Regions from separate parts of the Pan troglodytes genome. Here region 2 is linked to region 1. Evidence: chromatin contacts called from public Hi-C data. All regions are on one chromosome and are shown on one strand. The core of a region is the stretch at or near the end of the contact, and the rest is flanking DNA. Distances in the headings are between cores, read along the strand shown. Region 1 holds the start of NUDT15 (nudix hydrolase 15). Region 2 has its middle 62 kb from the start of RCBTB2.

The links. A called contact is a pair of places that touch in the nucleus more often than the background predicts.
Region 2: a contact with region 1 is called in a Hi-C map of stem cell-derived neural progenitor cells, with 7 times the contacts expected there. The contact joins the enhancer-like site here to the promoter of NUDT15 in region 1. A contact is called at or near these places in 1 of 7 Hi-C or Micro-C datasets (stem cell-derived neural progenitor cells) and 1 of 1 datasets of contacts at active chromatin or transcription factors (stem cell-derived excitatory neurons).

Annotation. Positions count from the first base shown.
Region 1 is chr14:53,634,476-53,641,472 of NHGRI_mPanTro3-v2.0_pri, forward strand. It overlaps NUDT15 (nudix hydrolase 15), which reads left to right and starts at 3,722. Exons shown (of 3, transcript XM_001151276.7): 1 at 3,722-4,003; 2 at 6,725-6,921. The coding sequence starts at 3,846. SUCLA2 (succinate-CoA ligase ADP-forming subunit beta) reads right to left here and starts at 3,994. Exons shown (of 11, transcript XM_016925284.4): 1 at 3,705-3,994. The coding sequence starts at 3,773.
Region 2 is chr14:54,183,559-54,190,555 of NHGRI_mPanTro3-v2.0_pri, forward strand. No RefSeq gene overlaps it. Among named protein-coding and RNA genes, the nearest start is that of RCBTB2, 62 kb to the left of the region's middle. Within about 2 kb of position 4,278, at least 3 of the 24 cell types and tissues checked have an H3K27ac peak or open chromatin away from gene starts, as enhancers often do. A contact at or near this core is called in stem cell-derived excitatory neurons and stem cell-derived neural progenitor cells, where this site is marked.

The DNA of each region.
Region 1 (6,997 bases), core at 2,472-4,971:
AAAAGAAAATATACAACAGCCAACAAACATGAAAAAATGTTCAACATCACAAGCATCAAGGAAACGCAAATTAAAACGTGAGATACCACCCTACACCTGTAAGAATGGCCATTACAAAAAAGTAAAAAAACAACAGATGTTGGCCTGGACGTGAGGAAAAGGGAACACTTTTACACTGCTACTGGAAATGTAAACTAGTACAACCACTATGGAAAACAGTATAGAGATTCCTTAAGGAACTAAAAGTAGAACTACCATTCAATCCAGCAATCCCACTATGGAATATCTACCCAAAGGAAAATAAGTCATTACATAAAAAACACACATGGGGCCGGGCGCGGTGGCTCACGCCTGTAATCCCAGCACTTTGGGAGGCCGAGGCAGGCAGATCACGAGGTCAGGAGATCGAGACCATGGTGAAACCCCGTTTCTACTAAAAATACAAAAAAATTAGCCAGGCGCAGTGGTGGGCGCCTGTAGTCCCAGCTACTCAGGAGACTGAGGCAGGAGAATGGCGTGAACCTGGGAGGCGGAGCTTGCAGTGAGCCGAGATTGCGCCACCGCACTCCAGCCTGGGCAACAGAGCGAGACTGTCTCCAAAAAAAAAAAAAAAACACACAAAAAAACAACAACACATGCACATATAGCAGCACAATTTGCAACTGCAGACATGGAACCAACCTAAGTGTCCATCAACCAACGAATGGATAAAGAAAATGTGGTATATATACACCATAAAATACTACTCAGCCATAAAAAGGAACAAGATAATGTCTTATGCAGCAACTTGGATGGAGCTGGAGGCCATTATTCTAAGTGAAGTAACTCAGGAATGGAAAAGCAAATATTGTAAGTTCTCACAAGTGGGAGCTAAGCTATGAAGATGCAAAGGCATAAGAGTGATACAATGGGCTTTGGGGACTCGGAGGGGAAAGTTGGGAGGGGAGTGAGGAATAAAAGACTACATATAGTGTACACTACTCAGGTGATGGGTGCACTAAAATTTCAGAAATCACAGCTAAAGAACGAATCCGTGTAACCAAAAACTTGAAATTAAAAAAAAGGAAGAAGTCAAACTCTGTAAAATAGTTGAAGGGATGTATTCTGAGGCAAATATGAGTGACCATGGCCTGTGACACAGCCCTTGGGAGACCCTGACAACATATGCCCAAGGTGATTGGGGAGCAGCTTGGTTTTATACATTTTAGGGAGACATGAGACTTCAATCAAATACACTTAAGATATAGATTGACCATTGGTCTGGTCCAGAAAGGCGAGACAACTTGAAGTGGGGCAGGGTTTCCAGGTTATAGGTAGATTTAAATTTTTCTGATTGGCAATTGGTTGAAAGAGTTATTATCAATAGAAAGGAATGTCTGGGTTAAGATAAGACGTTGTGGAGACCAAAATTTTATCATGCAGCTGAAGCATCCAGGTAGCAGGCTTCAGAGAGACTAGATTGTAAATGTTTCTTATCAGATTTAAGGTCTGTGTTAATGTTAAATGCTAGTTGGCTTTTCCTGAATTCCAAAAGAAAGGTGGCATAATGAGGCATATCTGACCCCTGCTCCGTCATGGCTTCAACCAGTTTTTCAGGTTAACTTTGGAGTGCTCTGGCCAAGAGGAAGGAATCCATTCAGATGGCTGGGGGTGGAGGTGCTTAGAACTTTATTTTTGGTTCACAGTTGTATAGTTTTCTGTATACAAGTGTTCCATATCTTTTGCTAAATATATTTCTAAGTATTTTATGTTTTTATGGTATTGTTTCAAAAATTTACTTAATTGTTCATTGCTAATATATAGAAATATAATCAATTGTGTATATTAACCTTGAATCCTACGACCTTGCTAAACTTATTTGTTCTAATGGCTTTTTAATTAATTCCTCAGGATTGTTTAAAAAAAAAGACGGTTACTTATTCCTTTCCAATGTAACTAACTTTTATTGATTTTTAAATTTTATGAGTTGTGCTAACTAGAATCTCCAGCAACATGATGACTAAACGTGCTCAGAGTGGATACCCTAGCTCCTCCCAAATCTTGTCTTTCACCGAGATAAGGCTAGGCTAGTGCTATGGCTGCCATAACAAAGTATCAAAGATTGTGTGGCTTAAATAACAGAAATTAATTTTCTCACAATTCTGGAGGCTAGAATTCTAAGATCAAGGTGTCAGCGGACTTGGTTTCTTCTGAGGCTGCTCTCCTTGGCTTGCAGACGGCCGCCTTCTCCCTGTGTCATCACACAGTCTTCCAATAGAACACAGTCTGGGTTCTAATCTCCACTTCTTGCGAGGACACCAGTCATAACATTAGAATAGGGCCTACCCTAATGGCTTCATTTTAACTTGATCCTGTCTCCAAATGCTGAGGTACTGGGGGATAGGACTTCAACATAGGAATTTTGAGGGGACACAATTCAGCTCAAAACAGTCATTAAATATGATGTTAGCTGTAGGTCTTTGTAGATGCCATATATCATGTTAAAGTTTCATTTTATTTCTAGTTTGCTCAGAGGTTTTGTGGGGTTTTTTAAATCACAACTGAGTATCAGATTTTATTAATTTTTTTCTGCATCTATTGAGATGATTATATGTATTTCCTTTCTCCCTCTGTTAATATGCTGAATTACATTGGCTTTTCAAATATTAAGCCAACCTAGTATTTCTGGGATTAATCTCATTGTTTAATATATTATCCTTTTTATATACTACCATTTTTTGAGAAGATATTGTAAGTACCTTTGTAATGAATGTGAATGTTGATAGTGAGGAGAGATGCTGTAAAAAGCTTAATACCCATTTAGTATAACATGGAGAGTAAGCATATTACTTAGAAATAAGTAGGCAAATATCAGAAATACAGTTGAAAGAGTTAAAAGTGATTGTTTCTGAAAGTAGGAGGGTCAGGTTGCTCTTGTTGCGGTTTTTGCACCATTTTACTTCTTAAAATTATAGCTATAGGTCAGGCGCAGTGGTTCACGCCTGTTATCCCAGCACTCTGGTAGGCCCAAGTGGAAGGACTGCTTGAGGACAGGAGTTGGAGATCAGCCTCGACAAAAGACCGACAGCCCACCTCCACACAAAAAAAAAAGAAAGAAAGAAAATTAGCTAGCTTGGTGAAAATTAAAATAAAATAAAATTACCAGTATGTGCACATTACTTTGGGAGAAGTAAAAATAATGAGAAAAAGAGAGAAAACCCTCCCAGTAACTAGTCATTTGTTTTTATGATTCAGCTGGTTTGTATTTTGCATGGTGCATGGTGTGCAAACATCTGAAAATGTCTGTTTTCCAGTGTTTGTAACTAACTCTTCCCAGCATGATTTATCAATTAGCCTTTATTTCCTCCCATGACTTATGAATATACCTTAAGCATAGTTGTTTATAATGGGATGTTTCTAAACGACCTATCCTTATCCTGGTACCACGCTGATTTGAGCTACAGGGCAAATGGGTGCACCACGGTGGGCGAGGTCATTCACGGAAAAGAGAATGTGCAGTGGTGCCGAGGTTGGTAAGAGCAGGCGGCTTGTACACGTAAATGCATGGTTTGCAGGAATCTGGGAGTGGATAGGCTGACGGGTGATGAATATTCAAAGCACAACTGTAAGCGACTTTAGTTACAGCGAAACTCTAATGCACGCTGCCCTTCGGAAGGAAACACGGCATTGCCCAACCTGATAGCCCTCCGCGACGCATTACGCACCGCGGACAGCTGGAGAGGCCGACGCACTCTCGCTTTGATTTCGGCGCCTCCGCCCTCGCGGGGAGACATTTGCTGCGGCCGCGGGACCGGATAGTGAGCGCGTCACTTCCTGCCGCTGCCAGGCGCGTCCTCCCGCGCGCTATGACGGCCAGCGCACAGCCGCGCGGGCGGCGGCCAGGAGTCGGGGTCGGAGTCGTGGTGACCAGCTGCAAGCATCCGCGTTGCGTCCTCCTGGGGAAGAGGAAAGGCTCGGTTGGAGCTGGCAGTTTCCAACTCCCTGGAGGTCATCTGGAGTTCGGGTGAGCAGCCGCGGACGCGAGGAAACCGGGGCGTGCGCAGAAGGGACGAACTCACGCAGTGCTTGCTTCCGTGTGCCGTGCGTGAGAACGTCCGCGCTGACGCTGCGTCCTTTCTTGCGCGTTCCCTCGGTTCCTCCCCTCGACCTCTGGGCGACATAGGATCGCGCCCAGGAGGGGGCGCTGTGCCGGGTCAGGCGAGGTCTTTGCTCTGCTAGCTGGGTCTTTCCGGCTGCGCGCCTGCTGGGTGGTGGTTGGGAGTTCGTCTGTGAGGTGTGTTTCTCACAGCTTACACACAAAAGGAGGAAAGCAGGTGTGTGTAAACCTCCAGCAGCCCGATGTTGTCAGCTAAGACATTGCACCGTTTCCATGTGATTGATTGATTGATCGATCGATTGATTGATTTGAGACTGTGTCTCGCTCTGTAGCCCAGGCCAGAGTGCAGTGGTGCTATCTCCAGTCACTGCAACCTCCGCCTCCTGGGTTCAAGCGATTTTTGTGTCTCAGCCTCCTGGTAGCTGGGATTACAGGCGCCCGCTACCACGCCGTGCTAATTTTTGTATTTTTAGTAGAGACGGGGTTTCGCCATGTTGGCCAGGCTGGTCTCTAACTCCTGACCTCAGGTGATCCACCCGTGAGGTCAATGACCATAGCCAACATTGAGCTCTAATAGGCTTTTTGTTAAGGGCTGGATAATATGCCAAGCTCTTTGCATGTATACTTTCATTTGATCTTTACATAACTGGTACACTCAGTGGGCTAAATTTGATGGGAGAACAAACAGGAAATGGTTTTATTTTCTCCTTCCATTGCCTTCAAACATGATTTTTTCTTTCCCTCTTCAGTGACGTTTCCTGCAAATTCTATAGTTTTCTTGTCACTTGGTTATAAAAATAAATCACATTTGGGTCAGTATGATTCACTTCCAAGCATTTAAAAGTCCAATCCAATTTAAACCTTCAGTGTCACTTCCAGTTTCTAATCCCTCCCCTGCAGTGCATAAAGGAGGTGTGAGCCATTGTTCTGCTTTTCTGTATCCTCCTCCTCTTCTCACCTGGCTGTCTCTGAGTTTCCTTCTTTCTCCAGTGTGTTGGAGGAGGAGGAGAGAGCAAGCCATTCAGGTGACTGATGCTGCTCTGATCCATCCATTGGTGTCCTCTGGGCATGATATCCACATGTGTGCTTTCTCAGGGTATGTTTGTCAGTTGTTGGGAAGTCCCACAGAGATTTTCCTGACATAGGTGACGGGCTTTCTGTGATGCTGGCCCACCTCCTAGCTCTTGCTTTTAGCACATCACCCCACGTTTTCTTTCTTCTGGGATCTCCTATTTGATTACCCAGCAGTCTCTTTTGGCATCTGCTTGGCCCAAAGGAAACACGCAATGGGAATGATATTTCCACTGCTGCTCTTTTTCCTTGCTCTGCCTCTGTATTCATCTGCATCTGGAAACTCCGAGGGACACATTTCAGATTTACCCAAGAGCTTTCACCCTTGTAGCACACCTTCTCTGATGCACTGGGGTAGGCCTGTGAGTTTCTGCAGTTCAGGATGTCTTTAGCAGGGGAGTGACACACTGAGTATCTCCTTCTTGAGTCACTCCCAATCTTATGACTGATTCTCTTGGAATGTTCCTCACCTGTCTTGGGGGGCAGAGTTGGCCCCTTGTAGTCTGGAAGGGAAATGCTCCTACTAGGCTGAAAACTCCAAACTTTCCTCTGTCTCAAACATCTCCTGTCTTTCTTATGTAGCCTGGGTATGGAGAAGTCGCAGGTCTAGTCTGGCCTTCCTTAGCTTGAGCTTGAGCTCAGATAACATCTGTTTGCCCTTTTGCTTGAGAATTTAGAAGTGCTTTTTACCTATTGTTGTCAGTTTTGAGGCTTAAATTGAAATTCTGAGACTGCTGGAAAAGACATAGTGGCACTTCTTGATACAATTACAGTGACCCCATGAGGAAGTAATATACTCTCTTTTTACTTGTCCAAGGTGGAAAGTAATGAACTTTGAGCTCAGTCCCAGGTCTAGTTGACTCCAAAGTCTGCTCTTAATCCACTAAACTGCCTCCTGGTTACACACAGGTTCCAGGGCTGTAAATTAGTGCTGAGATGGCTAAATGTTAATTTTTATTCAATATTAAGTCCTTTTCATCTTTAGATAACTAGATACAGGATATAATGTCAAGGGCAAGGTTGCTGATTTACTGTTTTTAAATTTTTATCTTTTTAATTAATTATTATTACTATTTTTTGAGACAAAGTCTTGCTGTTTGTCCAGGCTGGAGTGCAATGGCACCATCATGGCTCACTGCAGCCTTGACTTCCCAGGCTCAAACTATCCTCTTGCCTCAGCCTCTTGAGTAGCTGGGACCACAGACCATAGGCACGCACCACCATGCCTGGCTATTTTTTTTTTTTTTTTTTGGAGAGATGAGGTCTCACTATGTTGGCCTCAGCTGGTCTCCAACTCCTGAACTCAAGCTGTCCTCTTGCCTCCGCCTTCCAAAAGATTACAGACATGAGCCACATGCCCAGCTGATTTGTTGTTTTAAAGCAGGAACCAATTACAGTTCTTCTTGTTTTACACTAGAATTTTCTAGCCAAGAATTTCATGGCAAAATATATACACACACACACAGGTATATACATTTATATATATACATATATATACACACACATATGTATATATAAAAAAATAGAATTAATCTAATTTTTGTTTCTGTTTTCCAGTGAAACCTGGGAAGAATGTGCTCAAAGGGAAACCTGGGAAGAAGCAGCTCTTCACCTGAAAAATGTTCACTTTGCCTCAGTTGTGAATTCTTTCATTGAGAAGGAGAATTACCATTATGTTACTATATTAATGAAAGGAGAAGTGGATGTGACTCATGATTCAGAACCAAAGAATGTAGAGCCTGAAAAAAATGAAAGTAAGAGAATTATATATAATCATGCATTTTTCTTTCAGGAGAGCAAGTGGTCTGGAGGAATATTACAGTATGTTGC
Region 2 (6,997 bases), core at 3,028-5,527, 550 kb after region 1:
CACAATTTCTGTCCCTTTTAAGGGCTCACAACACTAAAGATTTCACATGAAAGGGTCATGATTGATTTGAGCAAGCAGGCTGTACGTGACAGGGGCTGCATGCACTGGTGGTCAGAGAGAAACAGAACAGGGCAGGGAGTTTCACAATGTTCTTCTATACAATGTCTGGAATCTGTGAATAACATCGGATTCTAAGTTATGAGTTGATTTTTAACTAGTGGGTTTAGGCCAGGCAGGCCTAGGCCTGGTTTCGGGCCTGGCACTGGGCTGCCTGCCTTTGGTTTTACTTCCTTGTTGTTTTTTCTTAAAACAGGTACGAGTATAAAACAATATGAGAGGGTCTCTCTCTTCCCTCAGCTTGGTGTTATACCTTTTAGGGAGACATAAGACATTAATCGATACATGTGTGGTATGCATTGGTTTGGTCTGGAAAGGCAGGACAACTTGGTGGGGAGAGTTTACAGGTCATAGGTGGATTCAAAGATTTTCTGACTGGCAGTTGGTTGAAAGAGTTAAGTTATTATCTAAAGACCTGAAATCAATAGAAAGGAGTGTCTGGGTTAAGATAAGAGGTTGTGGAGACCAAGGTTCTTATTATATAGGTGAAGTCTCATAGTTGAGACTTCTTAGAGACAATAGTTGGCAAATGTTTCTTATTTAGGCCTTTAAAACATGCTAGACTCTTAATCTTTTCAGGATCAGGAGGGCCTGGAAGGGGAAAGACTCTATGTTAACAGAGATTCTTTACAGATGCAAATTTACCCCCATAAAAGATGGCTATGCAGGACCATTTCAAAATATGGCAAAGAAACATATTTTGGAGTAAAATATTTTGATTTCCTTCCTTATCTGTCATGTGATGTTATACTAGAGTCAGGTTGGAATTTGATGTCTTATTGCTACAAGGTAGCAATAAGATCTCTCTTTTAATGTTAACGCGGGTCAACTGTGCCTGAATTCCAGAAGGGAATTCCAGAAAGGAGAGAGTATAAGGAGACACGTCTGACCCCCTGTCTTCCCCTCATAGCCTAAACTAGTTTTTCTGGTTTTCTTTGGGTCCCCCTGAATCCAGGGGGGTCCATTCAGTCTGTTGGGGGGCTTAGAATTTTATTTTTGGTTTACAGGGGCCATAGCATTTAAACTTCATTACTGTGTAAAGTTAAAGGACCAAGTGAAAAATAAGCTGCACTTTTTTCCACCTATTATCTCATTTAATCGTCCTGGGGTGACCACAGTGGGCAAGTATTACAATTTCCTCAAATTTTTGCATAAAGAATCTGGGGCTCAGAAAGCTGAATAAGGAACTTAGGTCCTTTAATTCTAGCTTCTCTGCCCTTATCATTTCCCCCTTGGGGTTTTCCTGTGGCTGTGATTTAATTTCTTTTATGCAGTAGCTGAAAATAATTTATTTTTTATAATGCTTTTTTTTGGTGGTAAAAGCAATCCATGCTCTTTGTTTAACAGAAATAGTACAGTTGACCCTTGAACAACACAGAGGTTGGGGCACTAACCGCCGCACCCCCCACCATGCAGTTGAAAATCCATGTATCGTTTTTGACTCCCCCAAAACTTAACTACTAATAGGCTACTGCTGACCAGAGTCCTTACTAATAACATAAACAGTTGATTAATGCATATATAGGGTGTTATATGCATTATAAACTGTAAGCTAGAGAAGAGAAAATGGTGTTAAGAAAATCATGAGGAAGAGAAAGTATATTTACTCTTCATTAAGTGAAGCTGAATCTTCATCTTTTTCTTCACGTTGAACAGGCTGAGGAAGAGGAGGGGGAGAAGGAGGGATTGGTCTTGCTGTCTCAAGGGTGGCAAAAGTGGAAGAGGTGGAGGAGGTGGAAGGAGAGGCAGGAGAGGCAGCACACTCAGTGTAACTTTTATTGAAAAAACCTGCATAAAAGTGCAATTCAAACCATGTTATTCAAGGGCCAGCCGTATCAAACCTCCAGAAGAATATAAAGTGAAGAATGCCTGCACCTCCTTCTCCATCCTATTCCCTTAAGGTAATCACTTCAGGGACAGTTTGGGGCCCACCCCAATATTCATTGCATATGTTAATGTCCTGGTGAATTCTATCTTTTATCGAATTTCTGCATCAGGTCTGCCTGTTCTTCCCTCGATGGTTTCCTCACAGCCTCCCACAGTGTGTCGTAAGGAACCCAAAGGGTGTGATTGCTAGTGTCATGCTTGCTTGGTGTGTGTCCACTGCCTGGGGCCTGGCAGTCTGCCTCAACCCACCTGAGGGCAGGCGTGCAACCCAGCCCTTCATGGATTGTTTTACTTTTCTTATTTACTTCAGGAAACAACTCTGTTCCTCTTGAGCATATTTTCTCTCTTTAATTATGGAGTGTTTTTGCCTGGGGAGTGGGTACAGAGGTGAGATAGGAAAAATGGAAAGGAAGATCATCTTGTTGGGATAAGTGAATGAAGTCCTTCTGCAGAAAGATTTTCCGCAGGTGGTAGGTCGCGAGCTTCAGGGGGCCTGTTGTGAGATTTTGCTGCAGCCTGAATCATTATTTCAAACAAGGTGCAGCAGGGTTTAGCTTTCTGCTTTCCCTGAAGGATTTGTCAGGGTAGCTTAGTGTTTTGATTAATTAACTTAAAGCTGGGATTCTATATAAATGCAAATTGTCACCTTCCCCCACCCATTCAGTCCCTTTCAGGCACAGAAATGAGTAAGAGCTGGGGAAAATGAGGTGGAGTTGAAATTGCCAGCTGTCTGTGGCCTCATTTGAATTTTCAGGGGAAAGGGGATCCTGACTGTGCAAATGCAATACTCACAGTACAGCATTTGCAAAATGGACCAGCTGGAGCAGAGGCTTAGCCTTTGCCACCCAGGTCAGCAGCACAACACTAATAGGACAGGAACACAGGGATGCCACTAAGGAATATTTCAGATTTGAACATGCAATGGACTAAATGTGTCCCCCCAAAATTCATATGTTTAAATCCTAACCCCCAAGGTGATGGTATTTGGAGGTAGGGCCTTTGGGAGGTGATTAGGTGATGAGGGCGGAGTCCTCACAGATGGGAGTAGCACCCTTATAAAAGAGACTCCAGAGAGCTCCCTCCCCACTTCCTCCATGTGAGGACACAGTGAGAAAACGGTCATCTACGAACCAGGAAACGGTCTCTCAGCAGACACTGAATCAGCTGGCACCCTGATCTTAGACTTCCCAGCTCCAGAACCGTGGGAAATAAACTTCTGTTGTTTATAAACAAGCCAGTTTATGATATTTTTGTAATGAACTAAACAGAATGCACAGCCTGAAAGAACTAAAACAGAAGGGGGAAAATGTCACAAAAACTCTGATCTTTGTAGAGGCAAAGGAAAGCACATTTATGGAATTGTAAAAGTGTCAGGCCTCTGAGCCCAAGCTAAGCCATCACATCCCCTGTGACCTGCACGTATATGCCCAGATGGCCTGAAGTAACTGAAGAATCACAAAAGAAGTGAAAATGGCCTGTTCCTGACTTAACTGATGACATTCCACCACAAAAGAAATGAAAATGGCCGGTCCTTGCCTTAACCGATGACATTACCTTGTGAAATTCCTTCTCCTGGCTCATCCTGGCTCAAAAAGCTCCCTCACTGAGCACCTTGTGACCCCCACTCCTGTCCGCCAGAGAACAACCCTTCTTTGACTGTAATTTTCCTTTACCTACCCAAATCTTATAAAACGGCCCCACCCTTATCTCCCCTTCGCTGACTCTCTTTTCAGACTCAGACCGCCTGCACCCAGGTGAAATAAACAGCCTTGTTTCTCACACAAAGCCTGTTTGGTGGTCTCTTCACACGGACGTGAGTGAAAAAAAGTACATTAGATTTTGACTTCAAATTTATTAGTCACTGATGTTTAATTTCCGTGCAAGGCAGAGTGTGGGTGTGGAAGGGAGGACTCGGAGGGTGACAGGGAGCAGATGTACCACCTACCCCACACCCTACGGCCTCACCTCCTTGACAGGCAGGGAAGAGCCAGACTGAGTGGTTACACATTCCTGGGCTGCCATGAATGGTGTGGGTGAACTGAGACATGAAACCTAACCTCTGGGGCCACTGGATATCTGTGGACGTGAGAGTCACCTCACAGGAAAGCTGTGGACATTTGACAAGATGTTTTTGCAAGTTGCACCTGACAACTCCCTAACAAATACCAGCTGATGTAAGGATGACTTTGCCCCAGTAGGGTTTTATTATTTCTTTGCTTTTGATACTTTTCTACCAGGACCTGCAGAGGGTGGCAGAGTGCTTTGCTGATCTGTCCCTTCTTCCTGCCTCAGGTTCTCAGTGCCGATTTCCCCATTAGGTGGAGCAGGCACTGTGCCTAGAGCCCATGAGACTTTTAGGGACCCATGAAAGTGTTTTCATTACTTTCAAAATCAGAAGAAAAAATAGAATATTAATGAATACCTAATAATGAATCTAGACTATGTCAATTTTTAAACCAATACAGTTGTTTCAAATACAATTTTTAATTTTTTTTTGTTTTAAATGAAGAGGGAGCCACGGAGGCAAAAGTGCTGTCAGCCCAAGAATGTGATAATGCCACCCTGTAGGTTCTGGAACTCACCTCAGAGAGTGAGTTGGCAGCCTGGGTTGCTGCTTGCTCTTGTTTGCTCAGGTAATGGAACAGGTGGAGCCTGAAAGGAGATTTGTGTAGTGAGTATGGTAAGCCATGCTGACTTCAGTGTGGGAGTGAAGAGGACCACGTCAGAGCATTTTTCAGAGAGCTGAAGGTTCCATCTTAAATCTAAAGTGGTTGCTTGTCGACACTAGCTATTTTTGATGAAAATTTCCTTATCATGCATTGCATACCCTAGCCTTCTTTGCTCATTTTTAACTTTTATCAAGAAAAGGTATGGATATATGTATATACAAACATATACACATATATGTAAGCACAAATACACACGTATGTGTGTGTATACACTTGTGTGTGTGTTAGAAGCATTCGAACCAGAGTAACTCCATCTTGAATAGGAGTGGGTAAAATAAGGCTGAGATCTACTGGGCTGAATTCCCAGGAGGTTAGGCATTCTAAGTCACAGGATGAGGTAGGAGGTCGGCACAAGATACAGGTCATAAAGACCTAGCTGATAAAACAGGTTGCAGTAAAGAAGCCGGCCAAAACCCACCAAAACCAAGATGGTGATGAGAGTGACCCCTGGTCGTCCTCACTGCTACCCTCCCACCAGTGCCATGACAGTTACTAATGCCATGGCAACATCAGGCAGTTACCCTATATAGTCTAAAAAGAGGAGGCATGAATAATCCACCCCTTGTTTAACATGTCATCGGGAAATAACCATAAAAATGAGCAACCAGTAGCTGTCAGGGCTGCTCTGCCTACGGAGTAGCCTTTCCTTATTTCTTTATTTTCTTAATACACTTGCTTTCACTTTACTCTGTGGACTTGCCCCAAATTCTTTCTTGCTCAGGATCCAAGAACCCTCTATTGGGGTCTGGATCTGGATGCCTTTCCGGTAACATGTATATATATATTTGCCATATATATGTCAAATAGTAGTAAAAGACTTAAGACAAATGATGGGATTCAGGACATGTCCTGAATTCTCCTATGACTTTAGGAGACCAGAAACATGCCACCCCCAAATATGCCTCTTTAGCATGAGGATTATTTTGAGCTGGTTATTTTGAGAAACTGCAGCAGAGGAGAATCTCTGAAAACAACAGTAGAAGTTACCCTTTTGTAAGGAAAGTTTATATCTATAAAGGAGATCTCCATACATAAGGGTGTCTTCCTGTCTGCAACAGGAAGAGAAGAATGACTCTAAATCACTAGAAACTCTTATCAATGAAAAAGGCATGGATTTAAATCTGCATCGCAAACCTCACCCTGGTTTCAGGTGCTTTCCTGGCTGTCTCCTCGTAACTGGCCTTCTCCACACCCTTCCCTTTCTGTTTTAGCAAAGGATGGTTTTTAAGCTTGAAGTCAAAGCTACCTATTTGAGATCTGCTCTCAAGAATTATTCATTCCCTGGCTATCTCCCTTGTATACATGAGATATACATATTAATAAACTTGTTTTTTTTTTCTCTTATTAATTTCGGTACAGGGGTCTGTCCTAACAAAAAACTCAGAAAAGGTAGAGAAAAAATTATTTTCTCCTCCCCTACATAAATAATGGTGGTTTCTTGCTTCACATTTCTGTCTTTCTGTCTCCTTATTCCTGTTCCTTGAAGGCAACCACTTTTAACCTTCTAAACCCTTTCTATTTTTTTCTGGTATTTAACTCCATATTTCTAAGGAATATACACATATTGCTATTTCCCAACTTGTCAGTTCCAGACAGTAGCTATTGTTGTTCTATTATGGCAGATGAAGATTTAGCTGTCTTAACATTCTCCACCTTATTTCTCCTCCCTCCCCCAGCTACTAATATAGTTATATCACAATTTTTAAATTAAATTTGTATTTGTAACCACCCCATGAGTTCTTGCCCACTACCCAGTTAGAGCCAATTTATTATGACAGGGGAATTGCAATAGGGAAAGTGTGTAGAGTGTTAATAAACTCTAAGGCATTATGCACATGTTAATTGGAATTTGCAGTGAATGGGCAGACCTGAGAGCTAGTGGCTCAGGAGGGCCCCACATTTTGGAGATGGAGTGCGAGGATAAATGATACAGACAGCAAACAGGGAAATACTAGGTAGAAGAGGGTGGTTCCCTGGCAAAAGCCCCACCCTCAATCATGGAAACCTTCAGTCCTACGTGGGAACAGGTATTCCTGTTTTCACACCCAAAAGTTGCCTTTTGGCCCACCACACCCACCTATCCTGTACCCTTATAAACCCTAACCCCAGGCTCCACAAGCAGACAAACAGAAGAGCAGAGAAGGAGAGAAGAGAAGGAGCTTCTTAATGTCAAGAGGAGCTAGGCTGGGGACAGTAGGAGAGGAGATTGGCCACTGCATGGCCAAACTCCAGGTGACGATCATCTTCCCATTCCATCCCCCTTC